2 separate regions of the Gasterosteus aculeatus genome follow, and region 1 is linked to region 2. Evidence: chromatin contacts called from public Hi-C data. All regions are on one chromosome and are shown on one strand. Each heading gives the region's core, a stretch centred on a gene start, on an enhancer-like site or on the middle of the called end of the contact. The rest is flanking DNA. Distances are from core to core; before and after follow the strand shown. Region 1 holds the start of qkia (QKI, KH domain containing, RNA binding a). Region 2 overlaps qkia (QKI, KH domain containing, RNA binding a).

Region 1 (6,032 bases), core at 161-2,660, 47 kb before region 2:
TGAAAATGTTTTTTTGTGATATTTTTGTTAGAGCAAGCCAGTTGTCAATCTGTATATGGGATTTGATTGGGGGTCATTTGTCACTTAAAATGATAAATGATACAAACATATAACTTCAGTTAATTCAAACTTACTCACAAGATATCGTCAGATCTATTGTTCGTCAAACAATTTATTGGAGGTACTGCACAAATACTGAGAGCTTGGATTTAATTTACTATTCTCTCTGCTAACGCAGTGGCGACAAACTGCCGCCAGAAGGTCATAGTGCAGCTGTTTGAGCATTCATGCACCCAGGGTGGGGAGTACTTTTACAAAGACACGAGTGGGTGAGCAGTAAGTGGACAAATTGAATGGTGGCCAAGGTCAGGGCTCAGATTGAGCCGGGCCCCTCCTCGTCCAACAGCTGTTAAAATAAAAACTGACCAGTTGTGGTTTATTTTCACATTACGCAGGATGTGAGAGGAGGTAGCTTGGTTGTGTTTGTACCATTGATCAGGGACTTTAATCTTGAGAGGATACGTAGAGAGGTCCTCTCAAGGACAGGACAATGAAAAGGCCCTATTGATTACTGGAACGTTGATCAATCAGTCCCAAGACAGATAACAAGATGTACAAGTCTTGAGTAACAAAGGGTATCTGGTAAAATATTGCGCAGGATTTTTTGTTTTCATTTTTTTTGGCACTCAAATGTGAAGCATACACATGGCAAGTCAAAGTCTGATTTCGTTGGTCTTGGCAGGTATACCTTTGTCACACAAATACACACACACACACACACACACACACACACACACACACAGATTATGTCAAAGGGGGGGGGATTGGATACGCGTTCAACCCACGTGTGACTCTTCGAACCAGATCACTGGTTCATACCAGATTATTAGACCCATACACGTCATTGCTAAACCATATAATTGCATCTTTGAAAAACAATGTGAAAAATGGGGGTTCTGTGCCTTCAAGTGTTAAATATAGGAGGGTGAAAGGGAAGCTTCACAAAACTAGTTGGAACTGGTAAAAAAAAAGTTATTTTGTTGGACCATATATATGAATGGAAAAAGGCCTGTGACTGTTGACAATTATTCCAAAGAAGTAAATAGAAGAGAAAAATAGTCCTAACTCTGTACTTTAGTAAGTATTTACTTTGCTTTTCACTTTTCACTCTTTTCAGTTTTGTCATGGACTGCTTTTTTTGCGTCATGAGACCGTTGGAGACAGCGCCATTCTATGAATTCATAAAAAAGATCATTGTTGGAGACATTTACAATTGATTTAATCTTGTTATACGTGACGTGAAAAGGAGACATTTGTGCTATTCTCTGTTGAAAACACTTGAGGGGCATTGCATGCATTCCTGCGCACTGCTCTCGATTGGCCCAAATATCTGTTCATCATTCCACCAGTCACCCTACGTCACCCCGCTGGCTCCGATACGAGCGCTCATTGGTTCCGCCATTAGTCACCGTAAGCCCCGCTGGCCAATAGGCGTCGAGGAGGATGCAACCTTTCCGGTGGATCAGTCTCTCGCGCCCACAGTGGTAGAATCGAACGTCCCCGAGCGCAGACTGCGCTCGAGTCTCTGGAAGGAAGATAACGGTTTCTTTTTTCGTCCCCTCTCCGCTCGAAACAACAAGAACAAACCAAACCTGAATTTTAAGGGGGGGTTTACAGAGTATTCTCATCTCAAGGAGGAGGGAAGCGAAGGACTGGAGCCACGAGTTTTTGTTATTCTTTTTCGTTTTTTTTCTTCTCCTTTTCCAAAAAGAGGATTCTGTGTTTCACGGCGGTTTGTTCTCCGCTCTCGCCGCAAAGATGATGGTCGGAGAGGTCGAAGTGAAGGAGCGACCGAGGCCGAGTCCCGACTATTTGATGCAATTGTTAAACGAGAAGAAGCTAATGACCAGTTTGCCAAATCTCTGCGGCATCTTCACACACCTGGAGAGGCTTCTCGACGAAGGTAAGCGTGGAGTATTTAGCGGTGTGTGAGGGGGGGGTTCTACGGTTGCACCGACGTTGCACAATAACTTCCCCCAGTACGACCTCACGTCCGAAACGGCAAAGGGAGCCGATAGTCGCTGCGATAGACCGCAACGAGACGTGGATTTAAAGAGTTGTGTCGCTCCAGCGTTCGGCTTCCACGGAGTTGTTGCTCCGCTCTCGACTTTCGTGTCGGACAACGCGAAAAACTTTCCCTCACGCACTTATATATAAGTGACCGTCTATCAACGTCAACGCGTTGACAACAAAAAGCGAACCCCAGAGCGGTTTTGAATGCGCTGTTTTACGTTTATTTAATTACGTAGCTCACTTGGTTTTAGAGCGGGGGGCCTGATTCCACATGTTCCACGGCTATTTAGCTCGCGTTAGCCACATTTTAAGCTAGCGAGCCCCGGGTGTCTGCATTCCGTTGAACTCTTTGAGGGGAACCAACGCGGCGGCGTTAACTTAAGTTACGTCTCCAAAATTAACACCCGGCTCGCATTTCAGACACACACAAAAATGTTTCGCTTTTCTACAATATTGCTCGGACAGCGGGTATTAAGTTGTTGCCCAGCGGCCGAGCTTAAAAAGCACGCAGGAATGTGTCTGCTGCTCGTCGCCCGAACAATGGCCAGCGAGTTGCTGCCGGGAGGGCGAGTTGCACGCGCAGGATTTTAACCGTCGTAACTTTTGTTGTCCCCGTTAAAACGAGCACCGTTTCGGGTTGTTTTCCTTTCTTCTCCGTGCACCGTTTATTATTCCCGTCCCTTGCCGCAGCAGTCGTCGCGTTTCTCGCCAGTCAAGCGTGCTCCACCAATACAAATAAAAAAAGACGTTGCTTTTTTTTAAGACACGATCTTAATCACCGGTCGTGTCAATAACATAAGCTGGTCCAAGCGGAAGGTTGGACCTATGCTTTATGTAACTGAGCCGGGGACACTAGAGAGCGCCACAGGCCCCCGGCAGACCGTCCCCGAGCTGCGTGGGGTGTCGGGAACCGGACTCCGTGACGGGGACAGACAGAAAGGCGTGCGGGAGACACCGCGCTGGATGAACCACCCAGACGTGCGGGCCGTCCGCCGGTTTTCGCTCGCGTGCCTGTGGAGGAGTAGGCTCCTTTTTTTAGAATGTTGCTAAACCGGTTGGAAAATGTTTTCTTGTTCCCCAATAGGGTGATGAACAAAATACAGAAGGACGTTTTGTTGGTTTTATCCGTGACACAGCAGAGCAAGACAGGGCACGTTCAAACACGACGTTTAAGTTAAGCCACTAAAGACTAAGTGTGAGTTAATAGTATTGTCCTTTTTTGATCTGAAAGAAATGTCTGAGACTTAAGACATAAGTTGTCTAATAAGTTGGGCAATACATATACAAAAAACAGACTTTCTTATTCTCTGATGGGATGGTTACATTTTGCAGTGATTGCCACTAATGCTAATATATTGGACAACTCTCCAAACTATGTTAACACAAAAAGGGAATCCTTGGAAAAAAAACTCTGAAAGAATCTGTTGCTATATTAGATATTGTGAATTGCGTGTGTTGGAGTTCAGTTTTCACTCCGTGTCAGGAAGCAGGCTTGTTTTCTTTTTCATCCATGGCCCTCATTGGCATCTCCCGGGCACTAAATATTATTATACTCTTGTATCCATTTTTTGACAGTATTAAAAAAGTATCTTGCTTACTCCATTCTTTCTATTCTTTGCGTTTTCTCTGCCCTGCTCTAATACGCTACGCAAAGCTGTGCGCCACCCGTCGGCCTAAAGAGCGGAGAAGAAAATACATTTCACTCCAAAGAAATCCTCCTCAGGGTGTTACAAAGAAATACTTCTCAGTTAGTTATACTTTCTCATCAAAAGCAATTGTCATTTCAAGGCAGCAAGGAGATGTAAGATAAAAGATAAATTACCCGCCGAGTAATGAAGGTAAACCTTTGCAACAGCTGCATATCTCTCGCTCGCCCCCCTTTGGTTTTGTGCATGTCTACACAGCTGTTTTCATGGCGGAAGAAAGCCGACACCACCCTTGTGTATGACGACTGCATCAGTGGCGTGTGTGCCTGGCCACCTTGTTAAGTTCCCACTATGTGTAGCTCCCTCAAGGTCATTCTGGCTGATTGACAGGCCCCCTTTGAAATCCCCTTGCGTTGCAGTTGTTCATCTCCCTGAGGTGACACCTGCTGTGGGGGCTTTTATTTTTTGTATTTCTCTTTACAATCTGCCAGCCAACAGGCTGCTTCAAATTGCTATATTTTCTCTTGGCAGAAGGAGACAGCCCATATAACATCGAGAGATGCAGTCTTGCAGGAAAGTGCAGGTGCGGCAGTAAGCCAGTAGAAGAAAGTGGAGTTTGCTTGTTTCTATGAAGAACGGAATAGTTGGATGGATTGAAAGTATTCAGTCCAAGCTTTCCATAGCGGTTGTTGCAGAAATACATGGCGTAGTGTACAATTTTTTCCCCTGGCCGCAGCAGCGGTAGCAACCCCCCTTTCCCCTATTTGCATATACCGTTTTGTATCTGCTTGTTTGCCTCTGTCTGTGCGCCTTGATATAACAGCCCCTTCACGGGAGAGCTGTCACGATGGGAGGACAAACTGTTGGCTGTCCACGGTGGTGCCTGCCTATGTAGGGAGCTGGTCCTACGGGATCAGCTGTATGGAGGACAGATTCTGATGAATGCGACAATGCGGGAAGTTTGCTTGTTTTTTTTACCCGATGACCAAAAGGAACTTTAGATTGACAGAAGACATGGGCGTTTCTGTCAAACTAGTTCCTTTTGTTTTTCTTGTTATAGCACTGTTCCTGCTGCAGGTTAACCCGGGGCATTTCTCTGATCAGGTATACACCTTGACTAACCTCTGACATGATATCAATTTAGTGGCTAACGGGGCCGAGTGCTGTTTACAAAATGCAAGAACTTGGGGCCGTAAGAGAGCAACAAGGGTGTTAGGCCAGGATTGTTGTCGCATGCTGAAATGTGCTATAACCCCCACCTTCTATTCTTCTCCCCACATTCTTTTCCAAAGCACCACTTATAAGCTGGAATTTAATTAACCGAGAGCCTATTCTGTGAGCTGGTTTACTAAGCTGTCGCTACCAGTGAGAAAGCAGAATTGGAGCCTTTGTGCAGAGCACTGTCTGGCTCGCTCTTCCACTCATGTGATTCTTCTTTTCTCAGTCTCTCCTCGTCGTAATAAATTAGGTGGTGGTCCAAGTCTGACAGGTTGCCGGGGGGTGGTGGCGGGACCCAGTGTTGCCTCGCAGCCCTCCTACCCGGAAGCCCCCACCCGGGTGGCCGTTTGAGCTTCAGTTTGTGTTCTGGCTCCAACCCTGAACCCATCTTGCTCCCCTGGCCAAACTCCAGCCCCAGCAATGCCTCCACCTCCCAGCGGGTGTTGTAAGATAAAGTCATCCAGCGACAGCTCCGGGCTCTTATCGGGCCTCAATCCCATGGGTGCTGGGCCTCCTTATCGCCTCTGCCTGGCCTCTGTCTCTGTGCCCTACCCAGACTGCCTGGTTGACTATCTGGCTCGCTGTCACCAAAACTTTGTGTGCCCCCCTCTTCCATTACTGTCTGCTGTTAGACAACACATTTCTAGAGGCATTTTATCCCCCTTCTTTTTGCTTCATTATTCTTAGAGCCTTAACACAGCTATGTGTGTGTCTGTGTGTCTGTGTGTGGGATGACAACTAGCGGTGTAAAAGTGGAAGGGGAATTGGTGAATGTTGTAATGATTGTCACAACAGCTTTGTAAGGCAAACTTACGGCAGTTTATTTCATTTTCTGAAACCCACGGCGCCTCCCATTGTCCAAGACCCAAGTTATGTCTGCTTATAACATTTCTTTGTCACATGCAGAAACATCTGACAGGAAGTAACGCCCAGTTCAGGCAGGAATAGACTATGGAGAAGGCGAATCAGTAGCTTGTTTTTACTTCAGACGGGGTGGAAGGAGGAGGAGGGGTGGGGAGCTGTTTTCTGTCTGTGGTGGAAAAGAAGCCTGCCCTTTTTGTGCCCTCTTCCGGGGCGGTGGGGGGGGTCTGTCTC
Region 2 (5,934 bases), core at 1,170-3,669:
GGTTGACTGCACATGTCCATAGATCCATTCCAGGGTTTGAATCCACATCTTGCAGGAGGTACTTAGATCCCTGTTGTAGGAGTCAGGATCTCCGAACGATGCAAATCCCCCAACAGTATTTAAAGCCCCCAAATCATCCCTGGCCAAATCCCTTCAAGATTTTCCCTGCTCGATTGGATGGCATTAAGGGATCGCAGTGACAGAACAATGCACCGTCTGGCAGCCCGGTGGAATGAGGTACAAACGGAGGAGAGAGGAGGAATAGCGGAGGGAGAAAAATAATGGAGGCAGATGAATAATGTGGACTTTGTGATTACAAATTTGGAGTCTGGATGGGAAGGACACAGGGGACGTTATTAGTCGGAAGGGAACACATGACGAGGGGAAATGGGCAGCTGTTTATTGGGCTGTACAACACGAATGGACTGAATGATCCCTCCTGCTCATCTTATTTTCAAATCCGGTGCAGGCCGACGAGCTTTAATGATCGCACTAAATCCTGTTGTTAAATCTGTATGTATTTTTCTAGTTTATTTATATGAAGATTAATCCGCTCTTTATGCTGTTCTGTTGCATGCAATACCATTCCAGATTTTAAGGATAAACAAAATTCCTCAGAATTGCTGCACAGCTTTTCCCCTTGTGCTACCAGAAATGCATTTGATGGCAGATGACTTTTTTTTTTTTTTCTTCTTTCCCTTTGAGAGAGAGAACTGAGCTGGTAGAACCTCTTTTTCTCCTGTCCATGGCGCTGATTCTATGCCTGTCAGTTGATACTGATGGGACTACCACAGAGAACCAAGGCTGCCCCCTTCATCCCTGTCATCACCCCACAAGGCGGTTACAGATCCAGGAGCTGGTGCCCATGCTTACTTTGCATGTAATGGAGCTGTGGAAGCAAACCAGGCTCCACCAATTAAATGTGTAACGTTTATAGTACCAGCTGACGCGCACACACGACTGAGCACTTTTACTCTGAGGCCATTGCAGTTATGAGCTTTGTTATGATGCAGCAGATTAAGTACCAACAGAAGAGTTAGTTCCTGACTTTCTACTGTATTTCGGTACGCTGCGTGATTGACAGTAATGGGGCGGAGCAGCCGTGATGAGTTTGTAATAATCTGACTGGAGTCGGGTTCACTTCTATGCTAATGAGCTAGCGTGTTGGTGGTTTAGCATGACTAATGACGTACACTGACAACAGAGCTGTCTGGGAAAGGAGAAATAAAGCAGCTTTGCCGGGATGTGGTGAAGGTAAAAGACCGTCTGAGAGGAGAGTTGCAGGAGATTGCGTTGTTAGTCTTTGGGGAAGAGGAAAATACAGTTGAGGCCTGATTCCCTTGGCAGATATGTTCACAAAAGCCGAAGAGCAAGCCGGAGGAAAGAAAATTGCCTTTGAAAGTGCAGCAGTGAATTTGAGGAAGGACATGCAGCACTTACTCCACTACTTTCTCGTGGTTTTTATTAAAGGGAAAAGGGAAAAGGTTATCTGTTTGTGTCGTGTTTATTCTCCTGTACTTGATTGATACATAGTCCAAAAGGGTTTTGTTTGTGTTGTGTAAATATCTAGTGTGTTTTCTCCCCTTTGGTATTTATTTGATGCATGGTTTTCCATGAAAACGATGTATCTGTAGTGTGTGTGTGTATATATACAGGGTTTCCCGGTGCGTGTGCGTGCGTGCGTGCGCGTGCGTGCCGCCTTTTTTTTCTGAGATGGTTGTTTAATTGATGGTCTTGTAGTTGACCTGCTGCCAGTTGTCTGCATGATCCGTTGTCACCCCAATCTGACTTCCAAGTTGGCTTCAGCTGGCTTGAATTGATTTAAATTTCTTGTCGCTTATTTATGCAGCGTGGCAAAGTTTTGAAGCTCGCCACGACTCCCCGTGCCATCCTCTTCTGTAACCCCTCGCTTCTGTAGAGTGTGGAATTGTTGATAAGTCGTCTTGGCACCATGGCGAGAGTAATCATTTTCCTCCAGATGTTGGGGTTTAGGAAGGAACCAAAAAGGAGGCGAAAGAAGGGAATCGGAGAAAAACCAGCTGCTGCCACCACCAGTTCCACCCCGCTACATGAAGTAGTCTCCTCCTCCCTCCACGAGGCTCCCAATTCCACCTCCTCCGCCGTGCGCCATTTTTTTCCTTCTCGTTCTGAGTTGTACATATTCTGCCTCTTCGTATCCCAAGAGGCAGCAGGGGCAGACTGTGTTTACTGCTGAGGTAATTGGAGTAGTTTGGATGGAGCCTGACCCTTTCACCTGCTAGGGTCTAAAGGGGGGGCGGTGTGTGTGTATCCACACATACGCCTGTCTGTGATGACTGGCAGTGAGGCCAAAGAAGGAAAGCAGGCCTCAGCCAGTGTCAGCTCTCGCGGGTGCAGGCAAATTGTTTTTCTCTGCGCGCTCAGTCTTGTCTCATATTCACCCGCTATCACTTTCTTCTTCTTGCATAATCTCTCCACCGACTCAAAGATGCATTCACACTTCCTCTTGGACTTAGTCGGCAGCCCCCCCCCCCCCCCCCCCCCCCCCCGCTTTTCTCCTCGTAGTACTATTTTGTTCCACCACTCATTCTATCAGTCTCCCCGCTCATCGTTTTATCTCGCCGAGCGGCTAGTTGAGCTGAGCTGCATAGACAGGGACTCTTGCCAGAGAATGAGCAGAAAAATACTACTCCCCTCAGTCGCAGCCGTAGACATGAGCAAATTTACCCCCGGGCTAATCCAGACGCCTGTTGTTTATCTCTGGGTGAGATGGATAGGAAAGGGCCCTGAGTCTGGGGTGTTGTGAGAATGAGGGTGCTGCCCCCATAGACTCAGATATACGCCCATGCGCTGCTCCGGGTTGTTCTCTACGTGCACACAGCGCGTTGTGCGCGAGCTCCGCTCTCTATAACGATCAGCTTTAGTCGTCAGCTTCTGACGATATCAAATTCTTGTTGTGCGATTATTGCACCAACATATATTGGTATATTATTGCAATTTTCAGACCATAATGAGAATATAATAGCATAGTAATACCAGTACGCTCTTTCAAAGAACAAAGAACGTTTTATTCGTCAGAATAGTTAGACATTAATGGTGTCCGCTCTGCGTGTGGAGATGCTGCCTAAACCTGACACTGAAATCAGACAAGACGGCGCGATCGACTAAAATGTTTGACGTTCGTTTATATGTAAAATTAATATCGCACCACCTATATTGTGCGATAAGTCAATACATTGCATATCGCGACAGAGGGACACTGCTCACCTATTGCAGCTCATCCTCCTTTTCCTCCCTCCCTACTCCTCTCCCCATCTCCCTCTCTTCTCTCCGACTTGCTCCTCCCTGATAGCTTTTACCGCTCTGCTGATTTCACAAATAGGACTCATTGATTGAATCTGATTCCTGTGGATAGAGCAGCTTTATTGAGTGGCTTTTCCGCTGATGGACAGGAGCGTGTCGGTATGTGTGCTTGATGCGCACACATGCATGTGTCCGTGTTTGGGATGATAAAGGAAAACTTATTTTCCTCATCCCTTGTCATTTCATAATTTCGCAGCGAGTTCTCTCCTGGGAATTCCAGCAGATAGATCATCAGTGACACACATCCAAACACACACATGCAGCGTGCTCCCTTATACGCACGCGCGCGCGCGCGCACACACACACATACACACACATACACACACACACACACACACACACACGGCTACATCTGAGTGAATGTTTAAGTGTGGGTGTTGCATACTGACCAAGAAGTCAAGTTAATTGTGGCGGCACCTTGAAGTGGCGCTGTTCATCAAACATTTATCTAAGCGGTGGTTCTGCGGCAGGAAGCCGGCCCAGTCCGCCCAGGGCGCCGTGACTTGAGTCGGTCCAACTCCACTCCAGCTGTGTCACCTGCATTATCTCTCGGCTCGGTTTCACGTGGAAGACAATCCGCCTGGGTTTCAGGGGAGGCTTTAGTTGAAAAACTGTTTTGAGATGGCGCTACATCATCCCCACTCCGGTGGGGATTCACACGCTTCACACGCACGGCACCACCCGCCTCATCCTGGCAGCCGCACCTGTGCTCTTCCCCTTTCACTGCCCTCCACTTTGTGTCGCTCTCCTCTAACCAGACAGTTTTCCACCGAAGCAGAGTTCGATGGTTGACGACACCCATTTAACCCACACAGGTCTGCAGATCCCTCATCATAGAACACACACAAACAGCCACAGCACTGCAGCGGCATTGAAGATGTCATAATGTGCGGTTCTGCATTTTGCAATTGTACCGCAGGGATACACTGTTCTGGGGGGCTTCCCGAGGAGCATCTAAGAAGCCAGTAGTGTTGTTGGGGGTAGAAAAGAGGCCTCTGTGCTATGGAAGGCTGGCCAGCAAAGAGGCATTTCGGGCAGACTGGATGGTGTTTGTACAGCTCTCCATACAGTGACAATAACAGAACAAAGGCAACAATCGTGTTTAGCTTTGATAGCGCATCATGGAGCTGCCCCATCATCTGGTAAAGTTATGGTCTTATTTTGTCCAGTCTTTCCTTACCTCATATCTCAGTTTTGTCAAGCAAGTAATTTTGTCCCTCTTCCCAAAAACTACCGACTTGATTGTTGTTGTTTTTTTCACACGCACGTCAAAATCACGTTTTGTGTCAAATTTACGATTTTCATAACTACAAACTGGTTGATTTTGGACAACTGATCCTGGGGGTTTTCATTTAGATACAAAGTACAGTGAGTACATGACCATATTATTAACAGAATGAATTGACACTTAGATTGTAATTTGTTTCCAAAGTATTATTATTATTTTTTGCCTGTATTAGAATTGTAAATGTAAATCTTCGTGGCTGAAAATATTTGTCTCTGTGGCATCACCAACCGTTGAATAAAATAAATATTTGAATCTTGTCAGTTTCCTCACCCACGTTAACACTGATCACAGATTGTCTGTCTTTGCAGGGAGAAGTAGTGCAGCTTTGAGTTCCTTATTAAAAGAAAAGGGGCAGAGCACAGTGGAGGTAGAGGGAGAGAAAGCAGTGGAGAATTTCTGTGCTTCATTAATTGGCAGCTCCGTGGTACACTAAACATGGTGCACGCACGCACCACATACGCACACACACAGCTCAATGTGAGCTGCGACTGCTCTGAAGCCACTGCTGTATATTTAGTCGAGGGAGACCAGGCTCTGCCACTTTTTCTCTTGCTTACTCGCGCTCCTTCTCTTCCGCTCTCTGTGGCCGCGTTGAAGAGGAGTCTCATGGGAGGGCTTAACTCTGAGCCCTCATTCTTTTTTTCTTCTTTTTACTTTCTTTCCTTATCGTCTGAATGGAGCTGCATACCGTTGTTAAAACTCTGTCCAGGAGACTCACTATGTGAAGAGATAGAATAGAGAAACGGGATGTTCAGTCGGTGCTTTTATTACTGGCACTAACAGGCATGTCTGCATTGCTCTGCGCGCATGACGCAGAGAATACATCCATGTGCCACCGTTCTTTCTAGTTGTGCCTTTGTAATGCCACTGTACACGTTGAAATGATAAATCATCCAAATTGGACCTTTTTTTTAGCTGCGAAAGGCCTGAAATCAATAGTTCACTTAAGGGGAAACTCGAGGTCAGTAGAGCTTCACACGTCTATATCCGCACCTTCCAGGTTGGAGAGTAATTCACACGATGCCCTGTTGAAATCTTGATGTACAACCTGGAAAACCCCAGCGGCGTTTGTGTTGTCATGGTTATTGAGTGTCCGGGAGCTTCAGGGGAAATGGAGTTTGGGGGTTGTGCGTGGAGGAATGGATGGTTGTGATTTGAGGGGGGGGGGGGGGGGGGGTGCTGCTGTTGCTATCTTAATTGCTTTCCGTGAATAATTTTAGACCCCTAATTTGGCAATAATGACAGTGGCTGGGGCTTTTGTATTTATTTATCCAAACATTAATTGACAGCACTGACATTAGCCA

The links. A called contact is a pair of places that touch in the nucleus more often than the background predicts.
Region 1: a Hi-C map of skeletal muscle shows a contact between it and region 2, with 3 times the contacts expected there. The contact joins the promoter of qkia here to the enhancer-like site in region 2. A contact is called at or near these places in 3 of 6 Hi-C or Micro-C datasets (skeletal muscle and tail fin).

The regions. Positions count from the first base shown.
Region 1 is chr15:8,912,611-8,918,642 of fGasAcu3.hap1.1, reverse strand. It overlaps qkia (QKI, KH domain containing, RNA binding a), which reads left to right and starts at 1,410. Exons shown (of 8, transcript XM_040200524.2): 1 at 1,410-1,963. The coding sequence starts at 1,819.
Region 2 is chr15:8,866,711-8,872,644 of fGasAcu3.hap1.1, reverse strand. All of the region lies in intron 4 of qkia (QKI, KH domain containing, RNA binding a), which reads left to right. Among protein-coding and RNA genes, the nearest start is that of qkia, 48 kb to the left of the region's middle. Within about 2 kb of position 2,419, at least 5 of the 9 cell types and tissues checked have open chromatin away from gene starts, as enhancers often do.